Linked DNA regions of Mus musculus: all the other regions are linked to region 2. The links are chromatin contacts, called in public promoter capture Hi-C maps. All regions are on one chromosome and are shown on one strand. The core of a region is the stretch at or near the end of the contact, and the rest is flanking DNA. Distances in the headings are between cores, read along the strand shown. Region 1 holds the start of Coa7 (cytochrome c oxidase assembly factor 7). Region 2 holds the start of Osbpl9 (oxysterol binding protein-like 9). Region 3 holds the start of Prpf38a (PRP38 pre-mRNA processing factor 38 (yeast) domain containing A). Region 4 holds the start of Zyg11b (zyg-ll family member B, cell cycle regulator).

Region 1 (4,816 bases), core at 785-3,284, 870 kb before region 2:
TTTTTGCTTAACTGAGAACAGTGTTTTTATGGTGGTTCCTGGTCCCCAACAAAGGCAATCTTGTTATGTAGCCCAGGTTGGCCTTTAACACACAACTATCTTCCTGTCCCAGCCACCTGAATATAAACATATGCCACTATGCCTGACTGAAATTAATTTTGAACACAAGGGTCTCAACTAGGCATGGTGATACATACCTTTATCCCAGCATTCAGATGCAGAGGCAGGCGGATAGGCAGATAGGCAGATTTCTGCGTTCAAGGAAAGCCTGGGCTACAGAGTGAGTTCTGGGACAGCCGGACTACGGAGAAACCCTGTCTGGAAAATGAGAGAGAGAGAGAGAGAGAGAGAGAGAGAGAGAAGAAGAAGAAGAAGAAGAAGAAGAAGAAGAAGAAGAAGAAGAAGAAGAAGAAGAAGAAGAAGAAGAAAGGATAAGAAGAGAAGAGGGGACAGGAGGGGAGGGGAGGGGAGGGGAGGAGAGGGGAGGGGAGGGGAGGGAAGGGAAGGGAAGGGAAGGGAAGGGAAGGGAAGAGAAGAGAAGAGAAGAGAAGAGAAGAGAAGAGAAGAGAAGAAGTTTCTCTGGCTGGCCTAGAACTTGGTATGCAACTGAGAATGACCTTGAACCCTGACCCCCCTTGCCTCTACCTCAACAAGTGCTAGGATTGCACCATGCCTGTTTTAGGACATGATGAAGACTGAACCCAAGGGACCAGGCAAGTTCTCCAACAGATGAGCTACTTCTTCAGCCTAAATATTATTATTATTTTTTTTTAATAATGGCTTACTGTTTTCCAAGCTATCCTGGAACTCCTGGAGGCCAGGTGGTGTGGCCTCTTCTGAGGCCTGGGCTTGCTCAGTTCTTGGAAACAGAGATTTATGTCTAGTCTCCTGAACTGCCAATGTGAAGCCTGTCATGGAGTCAGCCTGTCTCAGTTATACAGAACAAAGCAAGTAAGCTTCTAGATGTATCCAGTAGGAGTAGGTTAAGGAGGGAGGCTCCAAAGTAAAGGTCAGGCCTTCTCATCCTGGACCATGTATTCTAAGGGCTCCCTCTAGTGATTACAGATATAAACAAGATAAAAAGAACACGGATAGGTGGATGTGGGAGCTTGTATCTGCAACAGTACTCAGTAGGCTGAGGGGGGAGGATTGTCTCAAAGTGAGATTCTATCAAAGGAAAAACAGGAGAAGCCATACATAAAAGTCAGTTTTAGCCAGAGGCTCTGGAGTAACGCAGAGCTTGTGCTATCCTGTGAAAGATGTGTCATGGAACTGCTTTTAAAACCATGAGTCCATTCCCAATCGGCCTTTCCCTTTCTCCTTGCCCCAATAAACCTCTTCGGTAAGATCTGTTGCATCATATGACTTCATAGTGTTCCTTGGCTTCAATCCGCCATGCTGCTGTTCTAAAACTATTATAGTGACCATGTTGTCACTATAATCCCGACCACTGATGTGTTCTAATCATAACTCGCAGTCATATTAATATGGATGATTTTGATGGGTCTACAAAGAATATAGAGATAAGGGCATCCCGTGGCAATTGCACAGATTTATTTATTTCGGTTTTTCCGGCCATATTTGGGACACACAAGGTATTCAAAATGCTTGCCACCCAAATGAACGAATGCTTTCGGAATAGATTTCAAGTTCTGTTTTACGATGCTTCAGAGTACTTGGTGGTGAGCTGCAGCCCAACGCTGTAAGCTTTGGTAAGGCTGGGACCTGAGCTCCCGGCTGTGTCGGCTTTAGAACCGGAACTGAAGAATGTCTGGCTGATCCAGACTACAGGGAGAAAACCATTAAGGGGCAGTATGGCCTCAGATAAACCGACGCAGAAACCTGGGAGAGGGCTGTCCAAAAAGAAGAATAAAAGCCTGGAGGGGTGGGGGGGGTGGGGAGCTACCACCGCAAAGGATGATGGGAAGCGGTAATCGTCTCCTTCCTTCCAACCCGCCCCCGTACTGAGGAGCGCTGACGTCACGCACGCCGCCGGCATGCCCCGCCCCTGGGCTGGCTCACGTAACTGAGGGTGGAGCCACAAAGCGATTTGTGGGAGTCGGAATCATGGCGGGCTTGGTTGACTTCCAGGACGAGGAGCAGGTGAAGTCCTTCCTGGAGAACATGGAGGTGGAGTGTCACTACCAATGCTACCGCGAGAAGGACCCGGAGGGTGAGCGCCAACTGCGCAGCCTGGGACATAGGGGAGGGGAGCGAGCGTGGGGTGCAGTCGTGGTCACGTGGCGGGCCGAGGACGCCTAAGGACCGGGTCAGGGTCACTACGGGCCTGTGGGCGGGAAGTTGTAGTGCATCGGGGGCGGGGCCTGCAGCGGAGGGCGGAGCCCTCAGGCTAGATGCTGTGTAGTCAAGTTTAGGGTGCTAGGACTGGAGGTGTGAGGGTGAAGTAGAACCTCGGTGTACATGTCTTTGAGGGAATCATTTAACATGCAGGAAATAAATGAAATATATGCTAGTAGTAAATGCGAGCCAGAATTGGTTGGCATCTTGCACCTGTAATTCTAGCGTTCGGGAGGCTGAGGAAGGAGGATCACTTAGAACTCAGGAGTTAAGGACTAGCCTGAACTACATAGCAAAACCCGGCCCAAAAAAAGAATTGGAGAGGGAGATTGGAGTGGTGGTCCAGTAATTAGGAGCCCATTTAAAGTTCTAGGAGATCCAATGCCTCTGGCCTCTGCTGCCACCACACCACATGCTCGTATACACACATCCATAATTTAAAATAATAAAAATTAAATCTTTTTTTTTTTGAGACTGTCATTATGTAGCCTTGACTGGCCTAGAACTTACAGTGTAGGCCACGCTAGCCTTGGACTCAGAACTGCTTCCTCTATCTTCTGAGTTTTTGGCATGAGCCACAGGCCTGTTAACAAATTAATAAATTAATTAATTTGTTGAGGTGTTATTCTTTGTGTAGTCCTGACTGTCCTTCTGTTGATCAGGCTAGCCTGAAACTAAGATATCTGCAAGCTTCTGTTTCTCAAGTGCTAGAAGGTGTGGGCTGCCACCATCCAGCACAAAATTTTAAAAAAAAATTTTTTTTTTGTTTTAGTTTTTTCGAGGGAAAAAAAAGTTTTTTTAAGGTAAGTGAAATGTGATAAAAAGAACTGAGTGAAGGGCACTGCCCAATGACATGGCTTTTGAATAAAGCTTTGAAGGAGGAAAGGAACCATTGTAAGTCTTTGCCAGGCAGAGGTAATAAAAGGTCAGAAATTGACTATATTTATTTATTTATTATATGTAAGTACACTGTAGCTGTCTTCAGACACTCCAGAAGAGAGCATCAGATTTCATTACAGATGGTTGTGAGCCACCATGTGGTTGCTGGGATTTGAACTCAGGACCTTTGGAAGAGTAGTCGGTTTCCTTAACCACTGAGCCATCTCACCAGCCCCAGAAATGGACTCTTATGTGCAGTGAGGAGGTGGAGTGTATGAGTGACCAGTGCCCAAACAAGTGTCCAGTGTCTGTAGGTTGTTTTCCTATTGTTTTAATTAAGGGAAAAGAATGAAAATGGCTCTGGCCCTCCTTTCCAGTAGCTTACAGTCTAGTTCCCAAGAAATGACTTTCTGTTTCTTGAAATTAGTCCACTATAGTGTGACTCTGGATAAGGAACCCAGGATTATTCTGTTTGTTTGTTTGTTTGTTTGTTTGTTTTTTCGAGACAGGGTTTCTCTGTATAGCCCTGGCTGTCCTGGAACTCACTCTGCTGACCAGTCTGGCCTCGAACTCAGAAGTCTGCCTGCCTCTGCCTCCCGAGTGCTGGGACTAAAGGTGTGCACTACCACGCCCGGCTAAGATTATTCTTTGGGAGCTAGTCCATGTCCCAATTGAAGAGAAATTTCAGAGGAATTGACCTTCTGTGGTCTCTGAGGACCAGGGTGGTTGGGCATAGTCCACAGAGGCCAGCTGTGTAGTCAGTGCGGGAGAGGTTGGGGAACAGAGAGCTCTTTTGGAAGGTGAATTAAGGATTGCTCAGAATCAAGTCAAATTAATGTCTGTTTTGCAGTCCTGAGGCACAAAGCCAGGGCTTCTGAGTGTAGCGGGGAAGTTTTCTACCACTGGGCTCTAGCTCCAGTTCCAGATTAAGTTTGTTCAGGGAGCCCGGACTACAGTGTACCCTGCCTTTCTAAGCAAGGAATTTAGACCTGACTCTGTAGGCATGTTTGAGGAGTTTGTGGTAGTTGATATGAGTTACATGAAGGACATGTGGAGCAGGGAGTGCAGGAGAGCCCTGTGAGCACTGGCCATGGGCTGGGGTTGTAGGTTGGTTGGAAGAGCACTCACCTAGTGTACCTGAGGCCCTGACTGAGTACTAGGCCTGGCTCAGACTGCATATGCACATGCTTAGCATGAGATCCCAGCACTCAGGGAGGTAGAGCAACAGGATCAGGGACATCCTTAGCTACATAGTGAGTTCTGGTCCAGCCTAGGTTATTTAAGACCCTGCCTCAAATTAAACAAACAAAAATAACATCAATTATTGTTATTATTCTTGGTGCAAACATATGCTCTTATGCAATTTTTTTTTGTTGTTTGTTTTTTTGTTTTGTTTTGTTTTGTTTTTTTGAGACAGGGTTTCTCTGTATAGCCCTGGCTGTCCTGGAACTCACTCTGTAGACCAGGCTGGCCTCGAACTCAGAAATCCGCCTGCCTCTGCCTCCCAAGTGCTGGGATGCCCGCTCAATGTTTTTTAAAATGCAAAGTGAATCTTAATCACTTCCCTTCTCTTGAAGAGATTTCTCAGTCGGTAGCTTACTTGTGTGGTTTTCCATTGTGGGGACTGGGATTAAACCAA
Region 2 (4,601 bases), core at 1,728-4,227:
TCTGCAGCCAGCCCAGTGCTTGAAAGCGTAGGTGCCTGGGAGGGTCACACACTAGTACCACCAGTACGAACCCCCCTGACTTAGAGGGAATCAAGAAGCACAGGCTGTTTGTCTTGAAACTCTATGTTGAGACTGACCCAGAAAAGCTCTCTCAGTAAATTTATAAAGAACCAAGTGTCGATGTCATGGAGGACGAACTGGGACTTGAAATTCCTGACACAGATGCAGAGAAGTCCTTGCGTCCACAAGAAATGCAGATTCTATTGCGGATAAGAAATTTAAATATGGAGAAAGTGTCAGAGCCTTCTTCCTCTTGGAAAAGAGGAAAAGAAACTAGAACACTCAATGGCACCATCGCTGACTGACTGAGAGTCACTCTGCTGAGCTTGTATTTAAACTGTCTGAGTGTTTTATTCTTTGAAAATTAAATGCATTAGAAAAAAAATTTGGCACAACCAGTTCAGATATTCTTACTAGAAGGTGTGGCTGTAAAAATTAGCTACACGCAAATTACAGATAGACCCATCAGAACGCTAATGCACTCAAACTGTGACAGAACTCACTGCCTACCTTCAATCCGACTCCTACTCTCTCCTTGTGATTACCACTCTAGCTTCACAAGATAGTACAATTCCCTGTAAGTAAACAACAGGAGAAATGTTTTAAAACAGCCATCATTGAGAAATATGATCCCCTCTTCCTCTGACAAAGATAATGCTTTAGAGAATCTAATCTCAGAAGGCAGGTATTAAGGAAGAAGAAAGACGTCTATGAAAAACTTCTATTTAGTCAGAAGGACAAGGAGTTCAAACTCTCTAAATCTACAGGACAAGAAGACATAAAAGATTTAAAAAAAAAATCAGGAAAGAAAGAAAACAAGGAAAAAGGATATTTTTATCTGGGCTAAGGGCTCCCTAGAATTTTAACTCTAGGATGGCCCTAGACTCAGACCACACAAATTTTGGGATTTGAAGAGTAACTTAATTCTACAGTGCTACTAATTACTCCATCATGAATATGCTGGCTAGGATCCATAGAGTTTGCTGATTATCACATTTAGTGAAATTTGATATTATTCTTTATTTATCTTAGTCGTGGGATTTCATAATTCTTCAGTTTTTCAAGATAAAATGTGTAGTTGTTCCTTTTCCATCTGACATAGTATGATGTGTGTGTGTTTTTTGTTTTTTAATATATTTGGTTGGGGGTTGTTTTTTGGTTTTGTTTGTTTTGGGGTGTTGTTTGTTTTGTTTTGAGACAGGGTCTCTTTAGGTACACTGACCTGGCTTGACCTTAAAATTAAGAGGCTACATATACAAGCTACTGTATTCAGCTTTGAACAATATGTTTGTGTCTCATTAAAATTTGATCCTTTAAAAATTACGTAGAAGAGAGGCTAGGAATGTGGGTCAGTGGTAAAGTGTTGACCTAGCATTTTCGAGGCCCTGGGCTCCATCAAAAATAAAAATAATAAAGACACAGAGAACATAAGTTCATATCCAAAGAATGATAAAGGTGACCAACGCTTGTAGTTTGGCAGACCTGCCTAACAGCATGTACTTTTCTACTTCCTGTAGCAAAAGAGAAATTTAATGGGAAGCCTGACTCCACCACTTACAGCTGTGTATGTGATCTTGAGCTAATTACTTAAAAGCCTGGAGTCTCAGATTCCAAAACTGTAAAATGGGAGCATTAAATGGGAATAATGAATACCTACCTTGCAAATTTATTAAGAGTAAATGAATTAAGGTGCCCACTAGACTACACTAAAAGCTCGAGAAGAGAGGCAGCGTCTACACAGCTGTCGATTCTTGCTGGAATGAAGACCCGCAGGACAGGAACTCAATGATATTTTTAAATGAATGAATAACTATGTGTCCCTACTTCCCTCATCCACACTAACTCTTCTCCCATAATCGTATTTCTTCGTTTTTCTTCTATCATTTTCTAAAGCCTTCAAGACATTCTATATTTTGTCCTTCTGGGTGCTTTTCTTCTTCTCACGGGCTATTATTAACAATACAGCTCAAAGAAAGTGGCCCCGTTAGTAATTTCTCCAACACCGCCCACCTTCCATTTCTAATGCGAAGGAGGTGGAAGAGGCGGTCAGAACATAGGCTCCACAGCATTTCATCTACCTACCCTGGGCCACTAACTCGCGTCAACAACAGCGAAGTCGGTCCTCTCCAGAACACAACTTTCAGGGCAACTGCACCATCTCTTTCTACATCTCCGCAACCAGAAGACTCGCGCAGAGGGAATCCTCTGCTCTCAAAAGTTACGGAGTCCGTTACACTCGTGCCCCGCTGGAAAGAGGGGTGCATCCCCACAGTAGGACAGCCTTGCTGGACAGACTGATGGGATTTCAGAGCCCACGGTGTGGACGCGGGTCACCTTTGGACCTGGCCAGGTTCCTCTGACCACTGCTCCGAGAAGGCAGCGCTCTTCGAGCCCTGGAGGGAAGCTAAGGGGTGCGGCCAGTGCCCGGGCTGGGGACAGGAGAGACGCACAGTGTGGACAGCTAGGCTGACCTGCCACACCGGGACTACGCCCACCCGTACCTCGTCTCAGCGCAGACCCTACCTAGTCACAGAACCACTCCCTGAGACACCCGGCTCGCCCCCGGCCCATAAATCAGCCGGCCGGCGCTGCTCACTGGCTGGGTCCGCATCTCCCTTCTGGTCATTGGCTACCCGCACGCAAAGCCCTCCTCCACAAGGGAACCTCGCGTACGGCGGTCTCTCAGCGGAGCACCCCCGCCCCGGCTCCGCGTAGCTCGCCGTCCCAGCAGCGCGGCCTCAGCCACTCACCGTGTAGTAGGAGAGCAGCCCTGCATTGTAGTCCAGCACGAACCAACGATACTGCCATCCCTTCATCACGTTAGTCCATTTGCTCAGCGGCCCTTCCACGATGGACGCCATCTTGGGAGCCGCCAATGACAACAAACGGCCTGACGTCAGTCGCCTATATGGCATTCGGCATGCAGGGGGCGGGGTCTCCGAGAGCCTAGGCGGGACCAGGGCGTGAGTGGGCGGGGCCAGGTGCGGCTCCTCTGTGCAGCTGGTGGACCCACGCCCCTGGCAATCCTAGTCAAGCATGCTTTGTTTCTTTCTCTCTTCGCCTATTGTGTATAGGGCGGGCTGTTATGGAGGCAGAAAACTGAGAAAGCGAGCGTGAATATTTAGATTATTTATCCAAAACAGGCGTGAAGGTGGATACCTGTAATCCCAGCACTTGGGAGACCAGAGGATCGGTAGTTCAAAGCCAGACTCAGCTAAGTAAGACTGACAAAAAAAAGAAAAGAAAAAAAGGAGAGAAGGAGAAAAGGGGAGTGGGGGGACAGAGAGACGGAGGGGAGGGGGGTTTAGAGGTGGGTGTAAGGGAGGGAGGGAGAGACAGACAGACAGAGAGAATAAGAGAAAAACATCTTCAAGAGGATCTGGAGGGTAGGGGAGCACACAACTGCCTGTAACTCCAGGCCATCAGAACTGAGGGTACCAGCACTTAGGAGCAAATATTCCCACCCCACTCAGACATACTCACTAAAGTACATATAACTAAAACTAAATTTTTTTTTTGTAAGTTCAAGATAATCCTTGACTACATAATGAGTTTGAGAGTAGTGGGTGCTACATAAAACTTTTTTTTAAATTGTAACATAAGTTTTGTTGGGTTTTTTGTTTTTTTTTTTTTTTTTTTTTTTTTTTGGAGACAGAGTCTCTTTTGCAGCCTTGGCTGTTCTGGTATTTGCTATATATAGGTAGACCAGGCTGTCCTCTAACTCACAGAGATCTGTCTGCTTCTGGGCTTGGGTTAAAGGTGAGAGCCACCACACCTGGCCAAAGAATTCTATATTTAAGAACCTAGTGATTGGGAAAGCTGGAGAGATGGCTCATCATCGGGTAAGCACTGACTGCTCTTGCAGAGGTCCTGAGTTCAATTCCCAGCAACCACAGGGTGGCTCACAACCATTTGTAATGAGATCTGATTCCCTCTTCTGGTGTGTCTGAAGACCAACTGTGTACTCACATACATAAAATAAATAAATAAATCTAGAAAAAGAAGGGGAAGAAGAACCCAGTGATCCTCTTTTGGCCTCCCTGGCCCCAGACATGTATGTAGTACACAGATATGCATGCAGGCAAAAAGAACTCATATACTTCTTGTTTTGTTTTGTTGTTTTACTGTAGAGAAAAATCTAGGGCTTTGTGCATGCCAGGAGAACATTCTACCCCTGCTATATTAGTCAGGGATCTTTAGAGTAAAAATACTTACAGAATGAATATATTTGTGTATATATAGAGAGATCGATAGATATACACACACACACAGAGTGGGATTTATTACAGGATGTGATTAAGCAAAGACAACAATGGCTGCCTATGCATAGAAAATCCAAGAAACTAGTAATTGGATGTCTCAGCTAGCTAGTCTTCTGTGTATGCCAAAATCTGGAAAGAATAGGCCCTAATGCCAGTGAAGTAATGGACTTGCTAGCAAAAGTGAGAGACGTAGGCAGAAAAGGAGAAAGCGTCCTTCTTGATGCCCTATTTATAGGTTTCCAGGAGAAAGTGTGGCTCAGACTAGAGGTGGATCTTCCC
Region 3 (4,694 bases), core at 2,170-4,669, 620 kb before region 2:
TAACTTTAGTACCAGATATTGAACGTGTTTTCTCAACCTCTAAAATGGAGAATCTGCTACCTAATGTACTACCTTGGTGCAATAAATAAATGCAAGAAAACTATAGTGTTATCAACAGTATGAGCATATGTTCTTACTAAGTTAATTTCTAATTGTCTTTTTTAAGTATTATCCCTCCTTTTTCATCTCATATATCCAATTCCTTACTCAAATCTCCATTTGAAATTCAAGCTTCATCATGTGAGAAGAACAGTACAGCAATGAATATGCATTCTGGCAGGAATCCTAAGTGAAGCCTAGTACTCAGGAGGCAGCGGATAGAGGACTGCCATAAATACAAGATTAGCCAGGACTGCATTGTGAGGCAATATCTCAAAAAAACCAAACCAAACCAAACCAAACCATCCTCTGAAGCCAGCTTTACCTCTCCAGCTCACATTGGAGGAATCAGACTCAGCCCCCTGGCATTTTTCTGCCCTCAGGCTTGATCTCAGCCACAGATCTATGAATCACTATATGTGAAGCCCTTAAAACATATTTTGTTCGGCATAGGATCAGCTAATATACCTGCCTCCTACACCTGCCTCTGCATTCCTAGAGAATAGATAATATGAAACAGCTAATTACGTTTACCCTACATTGATAGGCTTTAAATAATTAAAGAAATTCTATGGGGTCACAGTCAATAGGTAACAAAGTCTAAATAAGATACAGAACTAACCTTTCAACTAACATCTTATGTTGTATGACTCCCACATCTGATGGCTACCAACATATGGCTTTGATGAGAATCTGTGTGTATGTGTGTATGTATGCATATGTACAAATACTATGTGTGTATACTTATTTAATTTGTGAAATCTGTTTGGGGGAAGGGGGAGTTAGGTCTATGTTACCACAGCAAACAAAATACAAGTTCAAGGGCAAAAGCGTGTGGAAATGAAACACAACAGTCCTATTAACAAAGCCAATTCTGAACCACTAGAAGTGTTGTACTTGTTAACATACTCACTTGAAATCTTCATTTTTTATGAACTCAACAATGATATCCTTCTCAGGTTGAATCTGAAGCATTTTCAAGGTTAAACACAAAAAAGGAGTTGGCTTTATGTTTCCACCATACACACCACCAACGAACTTTAACTCCATGGCTTTGTCCACTACAAGTTCAGCTGAAACAGCCAAAAACAAAGTGACATACATCTTAGACATATTAAAGGCTTTAGTTTTTCTTGGCCTTAGTTTTTCTTGGTTGGAAGGTTAAATAGCTAAAGGTTTAGAGTTCCTAAATAGTCAATAAGAATTTAATATTAAGAGAACAAGAGCTTATTAATAACAGCCTTAAAAAGGAAAAAAACAAAAAACCCTGAGCATGGTGATGATTGCTCAGTCCCAGCACTCAGGAGGCAGAGGTAAGCAGATCTCTGGGTCTGAGGCAGCCTAGTCTGCAGAGTGAGTTTTAGAACAGCCAGGGCTACATATGCCTGGAACTACAGCACTACAGAGAGAGACAGACCCCTCGTCCCAGTCTCCATTAATTGTTTAGTCCATCAAGGAAGGGTGGGACTCATGAGTCCTCAATCTTTATACAACAAATTATGAGGGAAAAGTCCTCTTATTACTACCAGATGCTGGTCTGGGGTGGTGTACAACTTTAATGCCGGAACTCGGGAGACAGAGGCAGGCACATCTCTGTGAGTTCAGGGCCAGCCTGGTCTACAGAGTGAGTTCCTGGACAGCCAGGGCCAGGACTACACAGAGAAACCCTGTCTAAAACAAAACAAAAAAACAAATAATCATTGTCCTGGCTTCCAGCTAAGGATAATGAGAACAAAAAAGAGCTTAAGTGATTTTACATGCTCAAGAACCACAGCCAGAGTCACACCAGGTGAAGCTGAACAAAGCTACGACAGCTGACAGAGAGCCACTCTAAAAAACTTAGGAGCCAGCGAGGTGGCTCATGCCTTTAATCCTAGGGACCAGAAGGGGAAGGCAGATGAATCTCTGTGTGTTCAAGAGAGTTCCAGGCCATCCAAGGCCCCCTGTCTCAGGGGAAAAAAACAACAACAAAAAAACCCCAAAACAAAACAGAAACCTAAAGGACTAGGGGAAGCAGGTCAAAAATGAAACTACTGACCCATTTAAGAACAGCAAGAATTTTATTATAGGAATGGTGAAGTTCCTTGAACATCTTCAAGCTGCATTAAAGGAACCCTTATCTGGTCCCTGAGATAAACAATCTAGGACCCAGCAGACTATCAATAAATAAATAAACAAATAAATTAATTAATTTAAAAAAATGGAATGGCTCAAAAAAAAAAAAAAAAAACTAAAGAAATCCTTCAGCATCAAGAAAGACCGGTCAAGCCGGGTGTAGTGGCGCACACCTTTAATCCCAGCACTCGAAGGCAGAGGCAGGTGGATTTCTGAGTTCGAGGCCAGCCTGGTCTACAAAGTGAGTTCCAGGACAGCAAGGGCTATAGAGAAACCCTGTCTCGAAAAACAAAACAAAAAAAAGAAAGACCGGTCAAGCAGGACGTGGTGGCGCACGCCTTTAATCCCAGCACTTGGGAGGCAGAGGCAGAGGCAGGCGGATTTCTGAGTTCGAGTTCGAGGACAGCCTGGTCTACAAAGTGAGTTCCAGGACATAGGACAGCCAGGGCTACAGAGAAACCCTGTCTCGGAGCCCACCCCCCCCCCCCCCCAAAGAAAGAAAGAAAGAAAGAAAGAAAGAAAGAAGGAAAGACCGGTGAGCCCTGCGGTGCTGGTGTATTCCTTGAATTCCAGCACTCGGGAGACAGAGGCAGTTCGAAGCCAGCAGTTCTCCAGGACAGCCAGGGCTATTACAGAGAAACCCTGTCTCGGAAAACGGAAAAGAAAAAAGAGAAAAGAGAAAAAGATCGTGTCAGATTTGTCTGTGTCCCGTCTAGTACAAGTCCAGGCACAGAGCAGTTTATATGAATAGTTGACATACTCTTCCAGTATCACCCCCAAAGGGTCCGTCCTTCCTCACTCAGACAGAAGAAACCACCCGTAAGCCGAGACGCGGGCTGCGCGCTGTCGCTCACCTGTAAGTCCAAAACACTCTTCTTTCCAGTACTTTGATTCATAGATTCGCGTCCGGATGATCTTCTCCACCAGATACTGAGGGTTGGTGCCATGGATGCTGTGGGCATCCTTCACTGTACGGTTCGCCATTTTAGAACTCTTTCAATTCTATTTCCGTCGGCTTGCTTAATACGTCACATTCAGTATTTATTTAAAAGAAGGGAAAAAAAAAAAAGGACTACCGGAGGCTAGGGAAACATTAAGGAATCCCTTGCGACCGCGGAAAGCCACCAGCTTCGTACCGGAAGCTGTGGCGTAGAACTCTTTCGCCGGAATACGCACACCCCGCACCAGAGAGGGCCCAAGCAAATTGGCGGAAGTACGTCATGAACCCCCGGGAGGGCGTGGCGAGTGTCCGAAACGCCAATCAGAATCACACTGTGGGCGGGGTTTCGGTTAGTGGCGCGAAAAGTTTTCTCCTGTGCCTTCAGTTCTTAGTCAGCTGAGAGCTGGGACTACGTGTTGTAGCCGTGGTCTCCCGGAGGAGCCAGACCTGGACGAGCGAGCGTCCCCCAGCTACTCCAGTGCCTGGACTGCAAAGCGTCGGCGAGGTGAGTGCGGGTCGTTGTCCACGGACTGCATACACGTGCACCTAGGGCCGTCGGTGCCGGCACCGCTCGCAAGCCTGTAAACCTTCTCGCCTCCCCGGAGCTCCAGGAACACTTCCTGCACTGAAGGAGACCTCGGAGAAGCGGGTGGCGCCGGCCCTCGGTGGGGAGCCTAAGGCTTTGGCTCTCCGCGTGCACTGCTTCTGAAAAGCACTCGCAACCTTTCCTCTGGAACCGCGGAGCTGGTGTTGCTCTCCGCTTTACTGGTGATTCCGCCCAGAGACAGACTTTCTCTAAGTCACTTTCTGGGACTTTGGCGTCTCCTCTCCACATGGCTTGCCCTTAAGTGAGCTTTCATCTCCAATCACTGGAGAAAACATCTAATGGCTCGTATTCTACTTTCTTGGGTCTAGCCTTCTCTTAACAATTGGAGAAATTGGGAGTTCTAAGCTTTGAGCTGTGAGATTCCTGTCACGAGGTCTTTTTAGTTTTCCATAGAAGTCGAATAATCGTAATTATTTTCTACTGTAATGGTTTTTAGACATTTTTCTGTGTAGAGCCGGCTGTCCTGTAGCTTGCTCAGAACCAGGCTGGTCTCGAATTTAGAGACTGCCTCTGCCTCAGGCCCTAGAATTAATGGCATGCACCACCACACCCTGTTTTTTCAGAATTAGATTGGGGAAGGTGCGGGAGGGGGGTTCAAAACAGAGTTTCTCTCTGTAGCCCCGTTTGTCCTGGAACACTTATAGACACACATCTCAGCCCCCTCTCCTGAGAGGCTCCTCCAGACTGTTGTTGCTAATCCTTCCTATAGACAAGTTGTTCCTCTGGCTTCAGGATGAAGTTCTGGGGACAAGTCAAACTTCTTGGAATCCATTGTTTCAATAGTTGGCTACAGTAGGATGGGCATTGGTTTATCATACCGTATTTTCTCTTAGTCTGATTATCTTAGAACAGTGCTTAGCACACAGGCCTCAAATAATATTGGTTGAATAAAAAGAGATACTATTTTTCCATTTTGTGGATTAGGAAATGGGT
Region 4 (4,684 bases), core at 768-3,267, 900 kb before region 2:
TCTGTCTCTGCCTCCCCAGTGCTGGGCCTAGAGGAGCACCTGACTTTCACAGCCGATCTTAAATCTCTTCCCAGTCACACTTAAAGTGAAGTTTTCTTCTTCTTTCCCAAATGAGCCACATAAATTCTATTCATCTTTTAGGCCCAGCTCAAATCACGCCTTTGACTCCCCATCCTTTGAATAACTCATTCAGTCTCCGTGGAAAGGCCTGCATTTCCAAAAGTCTAACAGCCTGGTACCTTCTCCAGCAGGATGGCTCTCTAGTCTGAAAAGAATCATCACTACATCTTATTCTACTCCTTTTTGCACCAAAAGACGCTTCAACTCACCCTGAGTAGTCTGCAAGGTGCCTCAAATTTCAGTGGAAGACTGCACTTGACAGGTGGGGAAATGAGATCATAAATCAAACCATTCAAGAGTCTACCTGACCTGGGCACTGGGAACTCAGGGAATTAAGTAAGGCCCAGTTGTTTCCAGACTCTGACTCTCCTTGGGAAGGAACAGAACAGCACACAGTAACAGTGGAACAAGTGAGAGGCAGTCACTGGGAAAAGACAATGGAGGATCAGCAGAGTCAGGGAGCGAGGGAGTGTTTCCCGGTTAAACACCAGACGGTAGGTTACCTTCCTAAAAGTCAGATGGAGGGAAATACAACCTAGGAACTTATGATTATCAACAAGTCTTTTTGACTAGAATGTATTATTTCCTCCCAGAGATCAACATTTATTTTGTATAGGATAGAACAATGCTTTCAATATATACACAGCAAAACGCGGATAACACTTAAAAATGGGACTGTAGTCACAGCCATTTTGAAGCAGAGGAAAATTTGCAAAGAAAGGGTTTCTCCAAGAAAGGACAGAAAGGACAGGACAAATACAACCTTTCGGAGGAAGGTATTCGAAAGACTGTCACAATCTGACTGCCAGGCTGATATTCAGACCTCAAATGCCCTTGGTCTCTGCCTCCTAACAAAAACAAATCATGTGCTCTGAGCAACAACTGTCAAGCCTGCAAATTACAAAAGATTTTTAATTTCCCTAACGGTAACTCCACATGAAAACACATTCAAAATAAAAATGTAACAACCCTTTTTGGCTATTTCTGTCAAAAGGCCTGATAATCACATAAGGCTACAGGATGTACTCTGTAACACACCCCACTCAGGTTTTTGCAATGACACTAAGTAGTAAAGCTTCCAGACTATTCTTCCATACCGCCAATCTCCCCTCACTTCCCCACTCCAAAACAGAACGGAGAAAGAAAGGTTACTAATCTGTATGTACCCGCCCAACAGCTCCCGGGTAGCAATTGCCTTCCAATTGCTCCTGCTTAGCCCTCTGAAACCTGCACAAGGAAATGGGGACAGATGTGTGAGCCGGCGACGGAGGACATCCGACAAGGGGCAGAGGAAATGCGGATGGTCGAGGACCAAGGGGAAGAGGGGGCGCCGGAGATAAAATGGTGAAGAGGGTCGAGGAGGGAAAGGAAGCAAAGTGTGGGAAGGAAAAGTGGGGGGTGGGGGTGACTAACGACCATAGAGGAGAAAGGTTAAAATGGTTGAGGAGAAAGGGGAGGGTTAAAGACAGGGAAGGGGGGACGAGGAGAATGCGAAGGAGGCTGTCACCGGGGGACAAAAGGGTGTCACCGGAAAGAAGGGGGATTAAGGGATGTCTCCCAAAGAGGTTTGCTCCTACTGGTGGATGGGGAACGCGAGCCGGAGGAGACAGAGGGAGGGTGCAGGAAGAAGGGTGAGACGGCTGCCCGGCGTCCTCGGGCCACCCTGCGGGGGGTGGGGGGCAGGCCGCGCTAGCTCACCATGGCTGCGTGGGCCTGGTCCTCCGGCATGCAGCCTCGGTCCTGCGTGCGGTGGCAGGCGGAGCCCGAGCCCGCCGCTAAGATCAGCCGGCTCGGGGGCTCCAGGAGGCTCGGGTCAGGCAGCGGCTCCGGGCTGGGCCCAGGCCTCGGCCTCGCTCTTCTGAACTACAGCAGCCGCTGCCGCAACCTGACCGAAACACAGACTCCGCCTCGCTCGCCGCGCCTGCTGCGCCCCGCCCCCCCGCACGAGGTCCCGCCCCTCTCCCTGAGCCTACCGCGCCCTGCCCCTTAGAAGTCCCGCCCCTCTCTCCCTTGCATGTCTCGCCCCGCCCCAAAGTGGTCCCGCCCCCTGAAGACCCCGCCCCGTCCCGGCGTAGACTCCATTCTCAAACGCCAGCCCTTAAAGGGGCCAACGCCCTCTGACGAGGCTGTAGTCTTTCCGTTTGGAAGAGCTTTAAATCTTACCTCCAGAAGACTGCAGCGCTTACCCTCATTCTTCAAAACTTAACTTCTGATTCATAGTCATTAATTTTTTTTTTTAGTCATTAATTTTTGTTGTCAACGTTCTTAGTGATTTTAGCATTCTGTTACATGATGTTGTTTTGCTGTTGTTTTCGTTTTGTTTTGTGAGAAAGAGTCCCTCCACATAGCATATGTTAGGCAAGTATTCTGCCTGCTACTGCGTCACATCCTCGGGCCCCACAATCTCAATTTTGACTATGGAGCTTTCCCTCTTTAACCTGCTTTTCTTTTTTCTTTTTAAAGATTTATTTATTATTATATCCAAGTACACTGTAGCTGTCTTCAGACAGCACAGAATAGGGCATCAGATCTCATTACAGATGGTTGTGAGCCACCATGTGGTTGCTGGGATTTGAACTCAGGAAGAGGGGTCAGTGCTCTTAACCGATGAGCCATCTCTTGGCTGCCTTCTTTTGATCTTATGTAAATGGTGTTTAGCTATGCTATATTTTTCCACCCTCTAGGTAGCTACTTCAAGTCCCTCTTCTCAGGCCTCCGATATTTCCTTCTTCATGCTCATTTAACTAATCATTTTTGCCTTCAAATCACTGACAAAGTAAATGGACAAAACAGAACATCTATATAAGTTTCCATCACTGACAGTGACTTCCAGACTACCTATAACTCCACTTGTATACTTTTTCCTTTCTGTAGCCCAGGCTAGCCTTCACTATGTAGTCCAGGTATGCTTCAACTCTCCATTTCTCTGCTGTGGTGGTTTGAATAGGTATGGCCCCCATAGACTCCTGTGTTTGAATGCCTGGCCCATGGTGGTTGGTGATACTAGGAAGAGTAGCCTTGTTAGAGGAAGTGTGTCACTGTTTCTCCAGAGCGCACACTTCTGGAGACCTAACCCCCTAGCCTCTTGCCACTGGACCATCTTCCATTTTAATCACTATCAAGTATACAGGTCAGGCAGGATTAAGTACTGGTGAAGCCATCGCCAAACAGGCACTCCAGAAGGCTGCCACTTGATTGTTTCCATCGTGTTTGTGGTAGTGGGAATTAACTACAAGGCTTTGCACATGCTGTGCAAGTGTTCTCCTCTTGGGCAACATCCTCAGTTGTTCAGACTCTGCCGCTCTTGCAAAACTGAATGTCTATCCCTATATTCTTTCTCACTGTCCCTTGGCAAGTACTGTGCTACCTTTTGTTGGAGGTTGCAGCAGTGCTGGGTATTAAGTTGATGACCTCACACACGCTATGCAAGCTCTCTACTACTGAGACACACCCAAAGCTAGCATAGTCCTGATTTTTAATCTCTGTGGATTTGATTACTCTAGTGATGGTTGTTTGGTGGGAGGCTGTGTATTGTGATGCTAAATTCTGTACTAATTCTCTCATTTACCAGCGTTTGTTGTGCAAACCTTGTTCCTTAACTTAAAGCTATTGGTTAAGTAAAAATGGTACAACCAATTACTGGAGGGATTAGAGGTAGGCAAGTTTTGAGTTACCTGGCTGATTGATGTTTGCAGAGAGAGAGAGAGAGAGAGAGAGAGAGAGAGAGAGAGAGAGAGAGAGAGAGAGAGGAGAAGAATGAGAGGGAAGAGACAGACAGAGAGAGACAGAGAGAGAGACATAGAGAGAGAGAGAGAAGGAGGAGGAGGAGGAGGAAGAAAAGGAGAAGGAAGAAGGGGGGTGCTGGAGAGATGGCTCAGTGGTTAGGAACACTGACTGTTCTTCCAGAGGCCCTGAGTTCAATTCCCAGCAACCACATGGTGGCTTACACCATCTTGTAAACTGATCAGGTGCCCTCTTCTGGTGTGTCTGAAGACAGCTACAATGTGCTTATATACATAAAATAAATATTTCTTTTATAAAAGAAGGAGGAAGAGGAAGAAGAAGCTGCCATGAAAAGAGATGGCTCATGAGCTCATGGCCAAGAGAAACAGCAAGTATTTGGGGTACACTGCTGGGGAAGCAGCCAGGCCAGCAGTTAGAAAAGTAGGAGGCATTCATTAGCAAGCTAGACAGGAATGAATTTAAATTAGTTGAACTACACTGTAGATCAGGTGTGTGTGTGTGTGTGTGTGTGTGTGTGTGTGTGTGTGTGTGTGTGTGTGTGAATGTCGGGACTGAGTCCTAGACAGGTCAGACAGACATGCTAGGCAAGTGTTCCACCACTGAGCATGTCCAGCCCACATGATGGTGTTTTGTTTTGTTGGGTCTTACTAGCTCTGGCTGACCTGGAGCCCACTATAAAGACAAAGCAAGCCTCCAACTCACAGAGATCCATCTACTTCTGCATCCAAAGTGAAATTAAAATTGTATATCACTACACTGTTTTTTCTTTATATATATGGTGTGTGCAGGTTCATATGCCCATGTGAAAGCCAGAGGTTAA

Evidence for each region. Promoter capture Hi-C pulls out the DNA fragments that hold promoters and counts their contacts.
Region 1: a contact with region 2 is called in a promoter capture Hi-C map of pre-B cells, with 3 times the contacts expected there. The contact joins the promoter of Coa7 here to the promoter of Osbpl9 in region 2. A contact is called at or near these places in 1 of 39 promoter capture datasets (pre-B cells), 1 of 484 Hi-C or Micro-C datasets (pre-B cells) and 1 of 9 other capture datasets (adipose tissue).
Region 3: a contact with region 2 is called in a promoter capture Hi-C map of liver, with 4 times the contacts expected there. The contact joins the promoter of Prpf38a here to the promoter of Osbpl9 in region 2. A contact is called at or near these places in 4 of 39 promoter capture datasets (liver, neutrophils and pre-B cells) and 1 of 9 other capture datasets (liver).
Region 4: a promoter capture Hi-C map of pre-B cells shows a contact between it and region 2, with 4 times the contacts expected there. The contact joins the promoter of Zyg11b here to the promoter of Osbpl9 in region 2. A contact is called at or near these places in 3 of 39 promoter capture datasets (liver, neutrophils and pre-B cells) and 1 of 9 other capture datasets (adipose tissue).

The regions. Positions count from the first base shown.
Region 1 is chr4:108,326,118-108,330,933 of GRCm38.p6, forward strand. It overlaps Coa7 (cytochrome c oxidase assembly factor 7), which reads left to right and starts at 2,035. Exons shown (of 3, transcript NM_027250.4): 1 at 2,035-2,173. The coding sequence starts at 2,068.
Region 2 is chr4:109,199,295-109,203,895 of GRCm38.p6, forward strand. Osbpl9 (oxysterol binding protein-like 9) reads right to left here and starts at 2,978. Exons shown (of 24, transcript NM_001368727.1): 1 at 2,811-2,978. The coding sequence starts at 2,921. It overlaps Gm46867 (a long non-coding RNA gene), which reads left to right and starts at 2,899. Exons shown (of 3, transcript XR_001784406.1): 1 at 2,899-2,955.
Region 3 is chr4:108,575,917-108,580,610 of GRCm38.p6, forward strand. It overlaps Prpf38a (PRP38 pre-mRNA processing factor 38 (yeast) domain containing A), which reads right to left and starts at 3,420. Exons shown (of 10, transcript NM_172697.3): 1 at 3,069-3,420; 2 at 1,013-1,172. The coding sequence starts at 3,198. Orc1 (origin recognition complex, subunit 1) reads left to right here and starts at 3,538. Exons shown (of 17, transcript NM_011015.2): 1 at 3,538-3,659.
Region 4 is chr4:108,299,073-108,303,756 of GRCm38.p6, forward strand. It overlaps Zyg11b (zyg-ll family member B, cell cycle regulator), which reads right to left and starts at 2,018. Exons shown (of 14, transcript NM_001033634.3): 1 at 1,819-2,018. The coding sequence starts at 1,848.